Linked DNA regions of Mus musculus: all the other regions are linked to region 2. The links are chromatin contacts, called in public promoter capture Hi-C maps. All regions are on one chromosome and are shown on one strand. The core of a region is the stretch at or near the end of the contact, and the rest is flanking DNA. Distances in the headings are between cores, read along the strand shown. Region 1 overlaps Map3k5 (mitogen-activated protein kinase kinase kinase 5). Region 2 overlaps Map3k5 (mitogen-activated protein kinase kinase kinase 5). Region 3 overlaps Map3k5 (mitogen-activated protein kinase kinase kinase 5).

What was found. Capture Hi-C pulls out chosen DNA fragments and counts their contacts.
Region 1: a contact with region 2 is called in a promoter capture Hi-C map of adipose tissue. The contact joins two enhancer-like sites. A contact is called at or near these places in 1 of 15 datasets of contacts at CTCF or cohesin (CD8 T cells), 8 of 484 Hi-C or Micro-C datasets (the AML12 cell line, bone marrow, bone marrow-derived macrophages and 5 more), 3 of 115 datasets of contacts at active chromatin or transcription factors (the HPC-7 cell line, acute myeloid leukemia and bone marrow-derived macrophages) and 3 of 9 other capture datasets (adipose tissue, liver and pancreatic islet).
Region 3: a contact with region 2 is called in a promoter capture Hi-C map of adipose tissue. The contact joins two enhancer-like sites. A contact is called at or near these places in 3 of 484 Hi-C or Micro-C datasets (bone marrow-derived macrophages, cumulus cells and embryonic stem cells), 2 of 115 datasets of contacts at active chromatin or transcription factors (fibro-adipogenic progenitors and pancreatic cancer cells) and 2 of 9 other capture datasets (adipose tissue and liver).

What each region holds. Positions count from the first base shown.
Region 1 is chr10:19,955,488-19,958,187 of GRCm38.p6, forward strand. The region is part of intron 1 of Map3k5 (mitogen-activated protein kinase kinase kinase 5); the gene reads left to right. Among named protein-coding and RNA genes, the nearest start is that of Map3k5, 22 kb to the left of the region's middle. Within about 2 kb of position 1,389, at least 53 of the 459 cell types and tissues checked have an H3K27ac peak or open chromatin away from gene starts, as enhancers often do. A contact at or near this core is called in adipose tissue, where this site is marked.
Region 2 is chr10:20,055,056-20,057,755 of GRCm38.p6, forward strand. It overlaps Map3k5 (mitogen-activated protein kinase kinase kinase 5), which reads left to right. Exons shown (of 30, transcript NM_008580.4): 9 at 1,420-1,579. Among named protein-coding and RNA genes, the nearest start is that of Map7, 110 kb to the right of the region's middle. Within about 2 kb of position 1,451, at least 7 of the 459 cell types and tissues checked have an H3K27ac peak or open chromatin away from gene starts, as enhancers often do. A contact at or near this core is called in adipose tissue and bone marrow-derived macrophages, where this site is marked.
Region 3 is chr10:20,122,283-20,124,982 of GRCm38.p6, forward strand. It overlaps Map3k5 (mitogen-activated protein kinase kinase kinase 5), which reads left to right. Exons shown (of 30, transcript NM_008580.4): 24 at 2,670-2,700. Among named protein-coding and RNA genes, the nearest start is that of Map7, 47 kb to the right of the region's middle. Within about 2 kb of position 1,294, at least 129 of the 459 cell types and tissues checked have an H3K27ac peak or open chromatin away from gene starts, as enhancers often do. A contact at or near this core is called in adipose tissue and bone marrow-derived macrophages, where this site is marked.

The DNA of each region.
Region 1 (2,700 bases), core at 139-2,638, 100 kb before region 2:
CACTGCCACAGTCAGGGGTAGAGAGAAATGAATTCCTGTTTGCTTGCTTGCTATGTAAACAGTTCAGTTTCTCCTTTAAAACACAGCAACAATAATAACAACAGACAAGGTCTCACTCTGCCATCATGCTGGCCTGGAACTTAGTATGGTAAGCCAGGCTGCCCTTGAATTCACAGAGATCCACCTGCCTGTCCGCAGGTACCAGGATTAAAAGTGTGCATCACCATGACTAGCAATTTCTCTATTCTTACACAGTTCAGCACCCCTTGCTTCCACAGTGGGCTGGGTCTTCCCACATCAATTAACTTAATTAAGGCAGTTTCTCACAGACTCTCCACAGATAAATCCAATGTAGACCATCTCTCTTTGAAACTTGGTGCCGAGAAGATTCTAGGCTGTGTCAACTTGACAGTTAAAAGTAACCATCGAGCTGCCAAAATCAAAACCTGTGATGTTTTCAAGTAGGAAGAACATTTGCTTCTATGTTGACCTTTTTCCCTGTGTTTGAACATGCTTGGGTGACATGGTTGAACAGAGGTGAAAGGGCCGTCATCCACACTGCCTGATGTGTGAGAGGAAGGTGGCGAACATGCAAAAGTCCTATTTATAGGTAAAGTGCTTTCTCTAAGCCAGTGCGTCTCAGCCTTCCTAAGTCAGTGACCTTTTAATACAGTTCCTCATGTTGTGGTAACCCCCAAACCATAAAATTATTTTCATTGTTACTTCGTAACTATACTTTTGCTACTGTAATGAATTGTAATGTAGATATTTTTATCTTCCTATAGTCCTAGGCCACCCTGTGGAAAGGTCATTTGACCCTCCAAGGGGTTGAGACCCACAGGTTGAGAATGACTGCTCTAAGCTAACTACTTAGGCAAAAGAGTGGGGTTTATTGCCTTTTAAAAAACCATCTTTGCTATATACTGCTTTATCCCCGCTGGGGAATGGGCTAGTCTGTCACCTGCCACCTTTATTCTCCCTCTATGAAAAAGGCAAAGCAAAAGCTGGTGGTGTAGGTTTCCAGAGAACTTGGGGTAGCAATGGTGGTAGAAGCCTCTGGAGTCAGGGAGTGAGGAGAGGCCTCCCCTGAGGGTCAAGTGCAGATGCAAGTGTGTGTTTCCTAGACGGGTCTAATCTGCAGACTGCATTCCCAGAGGAGTTTGCAGCCACCAACAGTCTCCAGATAAAGATGGAGTCCCGGAGGCTCTTTTGTCAGGGCTTCCCCTGCTTCATCCCCTTCAGCTTTAGAAACAGCTGAGTTTCTGTTTCTTTTAGTATTTTTCGTAATCTAAATTCCCCACCAGCCTTATCCTCACACACTCATCGCCTTATTTCTGGTGCAATCCAGTGGCAGGCTGGAGCAGTTAGGAACAAGAGCCAACCCCTCCTTAATCTTTGGCTGGGGCACACCTGAGAGTCATGTGCAAACACTGGACGCTCCTTGGCTGCCTGTCCTATCGAGAGTTCTGTTTACATTTGGGAAAAGCATGAGTCTTCTATTTGGTGAACAGGATATGTTTCTAGCTGGAACCGCACAAAGTCAGAGCTGGGCTTTTCTGTTCCCCTCCCCTCGCCCCACTCCACCCCACCTCCACTCCCTCTCCCTCTCCTGCTCTTTCTTCAGACTGGCTGTCAGTCTGTATTTTTCTTTCTTAATTTTTGTCACTCGCTCCAATTGAGGCAGAGATTCTCACCCCAGATGAGAGACTAAAGGTATTTGTGTGATTTTCTTTAATTGTCTTGAATTGTATAGGGCTGTGAACAAACACCCTGCTTAGGAATTCTCAATTTTGGGTACATTTGCTGGCTGGTTGAAAGATACTTTGGTGTTTCTGGCACAGGGAGCTTTGGGTGCATGGTGACTGCCTTTCTTCCCTATATTCCCTAGCAGGTCTCAGTACTCTGAAAGGAACTTCAGAGCAGTACCCTGCTTTGAGCTCCCCTGGTTGGCTCCCCACCAATGGAAAGGACACTCGCTAGTCCACCACACAGGTTCCTGGAGGTCATTGTGGCCCCCTGTGACCAGGCCCAGCCTTGTCCCTTCCTGCCTTTCCCTGAGCAGATAGCTCTCAGGGGTCTCTCTCCATTCCTGCTCCCAAATCCTCTGCATGTTTTTTCCCCATGGCCCCACCACCCATCTTAAGGGCCTGTAGTTTTCCTGTGCTAGTGGTTGCTGGAACCAATAATTTAGGGAACAGGAGGATTCTTAGTCCTTCCTTCCTAGAATCTCCCTCCTGCAGTTTCTGGACCAAGCGGCCTCCTGATGGTCAGTATTCTGTGAGCCTCTGGCACCGTAGCCTACAGAGGGTCCTTTCCTGCCTATCCCAGTATTCCAGTTTAAGTCCACTGTTTGGTAATGCCAACTTGTGTTTTTTGGTTAGGGTCATCTTGTTCCTTATGTCTCTGTTGTTCACACGTGACTCTCTGAAGAATTTGCCATCGTGTGTTCAGGCTTCTGTAGGAAAATACTGTAGGCTGTGTGGTTTATAAACTGATAAGATTTTCTCACGCTCTACAGACTGGGAAGTCCAAGATCAAGCAAGGCACTGGAAGATTTGGTGTCTGATGCGGGCCACTTCCTCACAGACAGAGTCTGTTAATTATAGCCACAGGTTGCAAAGGAGACATGGTATCTCTCTGGCGTGTCTTTTATAAGGCCCTTATTCTGTTTATGAGGGCTTGTGTGATGTACTGAGTAAA
Region 2 (2,700 bases), core at 201-2,700:
TTTATCCTCTTACTTTCTGACAGTCTCAGCAAGTTGCCTAGGCTGGTCGTGAATTTCACTCTAAAGCCCAGGCAGACCTTCAGCTTTTGATATCTTTCGATATCTCCACAGAAGCTAGAAGTATATGCCTGTGTAACTAGGTCTGGCCTCAAATAATTCTTAACGTAATGGATATTGATAGTATTAAGCAGTTTTACATGGATATATTTTAAGCAAATCAATACAATGCACGAAATAACACAAGGCAGTTAAAATAAAACAGTTGGAGAATACAAATCATGTTATCATGCCTTGTTAGACAGTGACCGTAATGGGTTGGCGATGTAGCTGAGAGGTGCTCACTTCACTCGTGTAAATCCTCCACAGCATAACAAAGGGAAAGTGGGGACATTACTGACTCAGGGCTATCTACATACAGACACACCCTATACATTGCATATAGACATACACTACCCATTACATACAAACACACATCTGTATTTCAGTTTCCTCACATGTTTTCCATGCTAAAAAGCACAAGAAAATCCCCTTTCAAATTATTTCATAATGCAGGATATAGCAAGAGAAGGAAGGGGCTTACACAAAAATATCCTGGATTTTCTCATCTTATATACACATATAGATATGTAAAAATTCTAGACTGTGGTATATAACTGACTATTGAATTTTTCAATTAAAGATAATTTTTGCTGGGGTAGGTGAGGTGACTCAGCAGGTAAGAACATTTGTGCTTGTAGAGGACCCAGGTTCACCTCCCATTACTCACACTGTGGCCTACAACCATCCACAAGCCTAGTTCTAGAGGATCTACCTTCCTCTTATGACCCCTTCCCCCTCTCCAGGGCATCAGGCAGGTACATACATTCATGTGGCCCAAAACACTCAATCACATAAAAGTACATAAAAAAGAATACAAGTTTTGTGAGATAATTTTTACCTTCTGTGTACATTTTGTTTAGTAGGACATTATGTCTGTCTTAGGGTTTCCACTGCTGTGAAGAGACACCATGACCAAGGGAACTCTTATAGTGGACAACATTTAACTGGGGCTGGCTTATACTTTCTGAGGTTCGGTCCAATATCTTCATGGCAGGAAGCATGGCAGCACCCAGGCAGGCATGGTGCAGGAGGAGCTGAGAGTTACATCTTCATCTGAAGGCTGCTAGGAGAAGACCGTCCTCTAGGCAGCTAGGACGAGGGTCTCAAAAACCACCTCCGCCGTGACACACTTCCTCCAACAAGGTCACGCCTCCTAATAGCGCCACTCCCTAGGCCAAGCATCTTCAGACCAGCCCAGCGTCCTCAGTAATCAGAAACGTAGAGCTATCGTGATCTTTAAGGGCAATGAAGACTTAATTGTGCATCTAAATGAAACGTCTGCACTGCCTTGTAACTCTCTGTTTCCTGTTCCTCTACTAGGAGTGAAGCTGAGTAGCCTTCTGGGTAAAAAGGGGAACTTGGAAAAACTCCAGAGCTACTGGGAAGTCGGATTTTTTCTGGGAGCCAGTGTCCTGGCCAACGACCACCTCAGGGTCATTCAGGCATCCGAGAAGCTGTTCAGACTGAAGACACCAGCGTGGTAATCAACTCCCGTGCACTTGTACAGTCTAAAAAACAGCCTCGTACTGTTATTGAATTTTATAGCATATGGGATATTTTGTTGATTTTGAGGCTAATATCCAGAACCTATAGGAAAAAACAGAATTTTCACAAAGGAAGCTATTGGATTAAAAGTTATGGTGACTTTGCTGAAGTCACTTAAGCTTTTCCTACACATTGACCAGCCCAACCATCATCACTTGCATACGGTGCACACATAGACCATACTCTGTGCCTCACCCTGGACCCGAGACCACATGTTCATCTCAGCGTCTCTGGACGCCATTCCAAACCCGAGCGCTTTGTTTCTTTCATGATCCAGTCTCTGTCTGGGAATCCTTATTCTTGGATTTCACTCCCATTCACTCCTGGTGTGGTAGACACATTGGAGTGTCTTCCCATATGTGTGTTTTGTAAATCCCAGGCTGTCTTTGGAAGATATCCAAGTCTCATTATTGTCTCAGCAGTACGGTAGAGATAAGATTCCTTCTGCATTTGAGATTATTTTAAAAACTGATGCTAATTCTAGTCTGTGTCACGTGTGGTTGTCAATGTGGTGAAAGGTTCTCAACCAGGTAGAGAAAGTCCTTTCCTAGAGCAGGTCCGAGTCCAGGCTTTCACTGGCCACATCCCAGGAGCTGCCTGCCATAATAAGGCCCTTGTGGCCTCTTACAGGACTTCATGTTCAGGTCTTCATTGCCTAGTTCACACACACACACACACACACACACACACACACACACAGCATCTCCGCACTGATCTTTCTAAAATACAAGCCTGACCTTTGCTTCCTGTAGAAGTCCTCAAATCAGCCCAGGTTAATAGTCATCACAGGGGAGGGGTGAAGTCCATCTCCTTGGTTTGGCAAGCAAGGCTCATTCTCAGCCTTCCCAGACGTTGCTTTGCTCTGGGGTCCGTGCTGCTCAGTGAGCAGCGAGTGGTTTTAAATGCTCGCATTCAACACTTGCCTACAGATGCCCCATGCAGCCTCGTTGTTCATCCGCCCAGGGAAATGCTCACACATCACTTCTTAGCTCAGATGCTGACTTCAGACTTCCATGCTGAGCACCCCCTAACCCCCCACTCTACCACTGCCACCGA
Region 3 (2,700 bases), core at 44-2,543, 67 kb after region 2:
CCATCTGAGTAAGATACTGACCTCCTCAGAGCCTGAGCTGCTTCACAAAGACTCATGTGCCATTGCTGACAGGAGTCACTGAGTCATGGGAAATTTAGGTCAAAATAAAAAACACTGTACAAATGCGAACTTGTTACCGCCAACCAACCTAATAATAGTTACCTAGTTTCTTTTTTTATTCCACAACCAGAGAGAAATAATTTCTCCCCCGCCCCACACATAACGTTTTTATTGATTCTCTGAGAGTTTCACATCCTGCACCTTGATCACAATCCTTTCTATGTAGACATTATTTTCTTAATGTTTTAAAACCTTTCTAGAGAAATATTTACATTTCATTCTACACTACAGAACAAACCCAAAGGGAATTGATTATCGGTTAGGTCCTTAGTCTATTAACCCATGAAAAGCTTTAATTTTTGGGTGTGTGTATCTCGTATGTGTGTGTTGTGTGTTCTGAAGTATATTATGGGATGTATGTTGCATGCACACAAGTGTGCAGGTGCATGCACACGTGGAGGTCAGAGGCTGGCCTTTGTCTTCCTCTGTTACTCTCTGACTTACTAACCTTAAGACCGTGTCTCTCACTGACCCGGAAGCTTGCTCTCTCAGCTAGGCTGACTGGCCAGTGCACTCTCGGGATCCACCAGTCTCTGCCTCATGATGCTGGGGTTACAGGCAAGTGAAGACAAGACCCCTCTTTCCGCGAGTGATAGGTCCTCATGCTTTCAAGAGAGTGTTCTTACCCACTGAGCCGTCTCCCTGGCCCCAGTTTTTATTGATTACAGTTTAACTTCTTTAAACTGTATCTCACCTTTCACAAATCGCTGACAGTTTAAGGAATAAAGACTAGGGAGAGGGTTCGGTGGACAAGAGCACTTTCTGTGAAAACGAGGAGCAGAGTTCAAATCCAAATCTCTAGCACTCATAAAAAGCTGAGTGTGGCGGGGCAGGCCTAGAACTCCAGCCCAAGGGGAGATGGAAGATCCTTGGAGATCATTGAGAGACCTTGCATTGATGTAATAAGGCAGCGAGTAAGAGAGGAAGATAGCCCAATATCTGCTTGTGGCCTTCACATGTGTGCATAGCTGCATATAACACACACACACACACCCCTGTGCACACAAGGCTAGAGAGGGCTTTTGCAGGAAAGCTGTGAATGCTGAATTTGTGGGAAAGGCTCACTGTCGAATGCTGCCATTGTTCTGAGGCAGGTTTACCCTGCAGAACATGCTGTCTCAGAAAGGAAAGCCCTCGAATGAGCTGACACAGAGGGGCGGGAGTTAGGGCAGAAATGATGATGACTAAGCGGATGTGGTAGCCTGGACGGGAAGCATTTCCCAGGGTAGAGACTGTGCTGTGTAGGACAGCCACACGCGCATCCAGGCAACATGCTGCTGCTGCTGCTGCTTTAAAGACAAAGCTGATGTCAAAAATAAATGCTTGCTCTCCTAGCAGTTCGCTCTCCTGATATTTCCCGGTGTTAGGAAGTTGCCTGTGAATCCTCCCTCTGGCTGTCATTCAGTTTGTGATGAGAAAAACACAAAGAGTGTAATTGTTCTCAGTGTAATTTTCAAATGTTTCTTTAATGACAGCCTTTAGGCCTTTCAATTTAGACTTTTCTCATGAGAACTTAAACAGGGGACCAAGCTCCCAAATCAAGAATATATGTGGAGAAGGTGAGGGTGTGTTTTGAAATTTTTCATGGAATTCTAATGATGGGAATTTTATTGGCCTGGTGGAGAAACTTAATTTTAATAATACAGTTAGAAAATGCAGTATGAACTAGAAATTAGCTTAATAAAAATTCTTGAAGTTTAATGAGGATTAGGTTTTCTTTACAGGCTCAGTGTGCCTTGCTCACATTAAAATAAAATAAAATAAAATAAAATAAAATAAAATAAAAATCACTTTGAAAGAGAGGTCTATTTAAATATGTGAACGTTTCCTTGGTTTGTTTTTTATAACTGATTACCCAGTTGTTGTTAAGGTGGGGTTCCAATGGTGGTGTCTAACCTGGCCCCTTTTACGACAGGGAGTTGACTTTAAAGGCCATGGAAGGGCCAGGCACACCTTTTGATAGATACACACAGCCAGGAGAGAGGTAGCCGGCTGGTACCCAGCTGAGCCTGGCCTAGAGAACCATGGTGTGTGAGTCCGGAAGACAGAAAGCTCCACGGTTCCTTCCATCTTTGCTCTTGCTTGGCTGCTGCTGTTCGTCTTGTGCTGCTCGTCTCTGCTCTATCTTCTTCTCTTTCCATTGTCATTCTCGACTCCCCTGCATCTACTCCCGTGTCCTTGGGTGCACCCCGACCCTGGGTTGTGACCTTTCTGCAGGCAGACTCGGAGATTAAGATTCCATGGCTCCGTGCCCCTCTCTCACCTTAGTGTCCAATTAAAATTCCCAACAGCAGGATTCTCACCGCCTCAACCTATCCCCATCTGGGCACAGCCCAAATGTGCCCTGGCTACCGACCAGCGTGGGCGTACGGCTGTTTCTCCAAAGACTGGTTACTTCTGGCAGCAGTGATGGCTACTAAGGGGAGCCACAGGGTTCAAAGCATGTTGGGGAAGGCCTCTCGGAGCAAAGGTCTTCTGAGAAAAGACTGAGAAGGGGGAGCTCGCGTGGAGTACAGAGTGACTGAGGCCCTGTCGGGTTTTATTTTCAGGGTGCTGAAGAGCCTAAACTAAAGTGGGAAC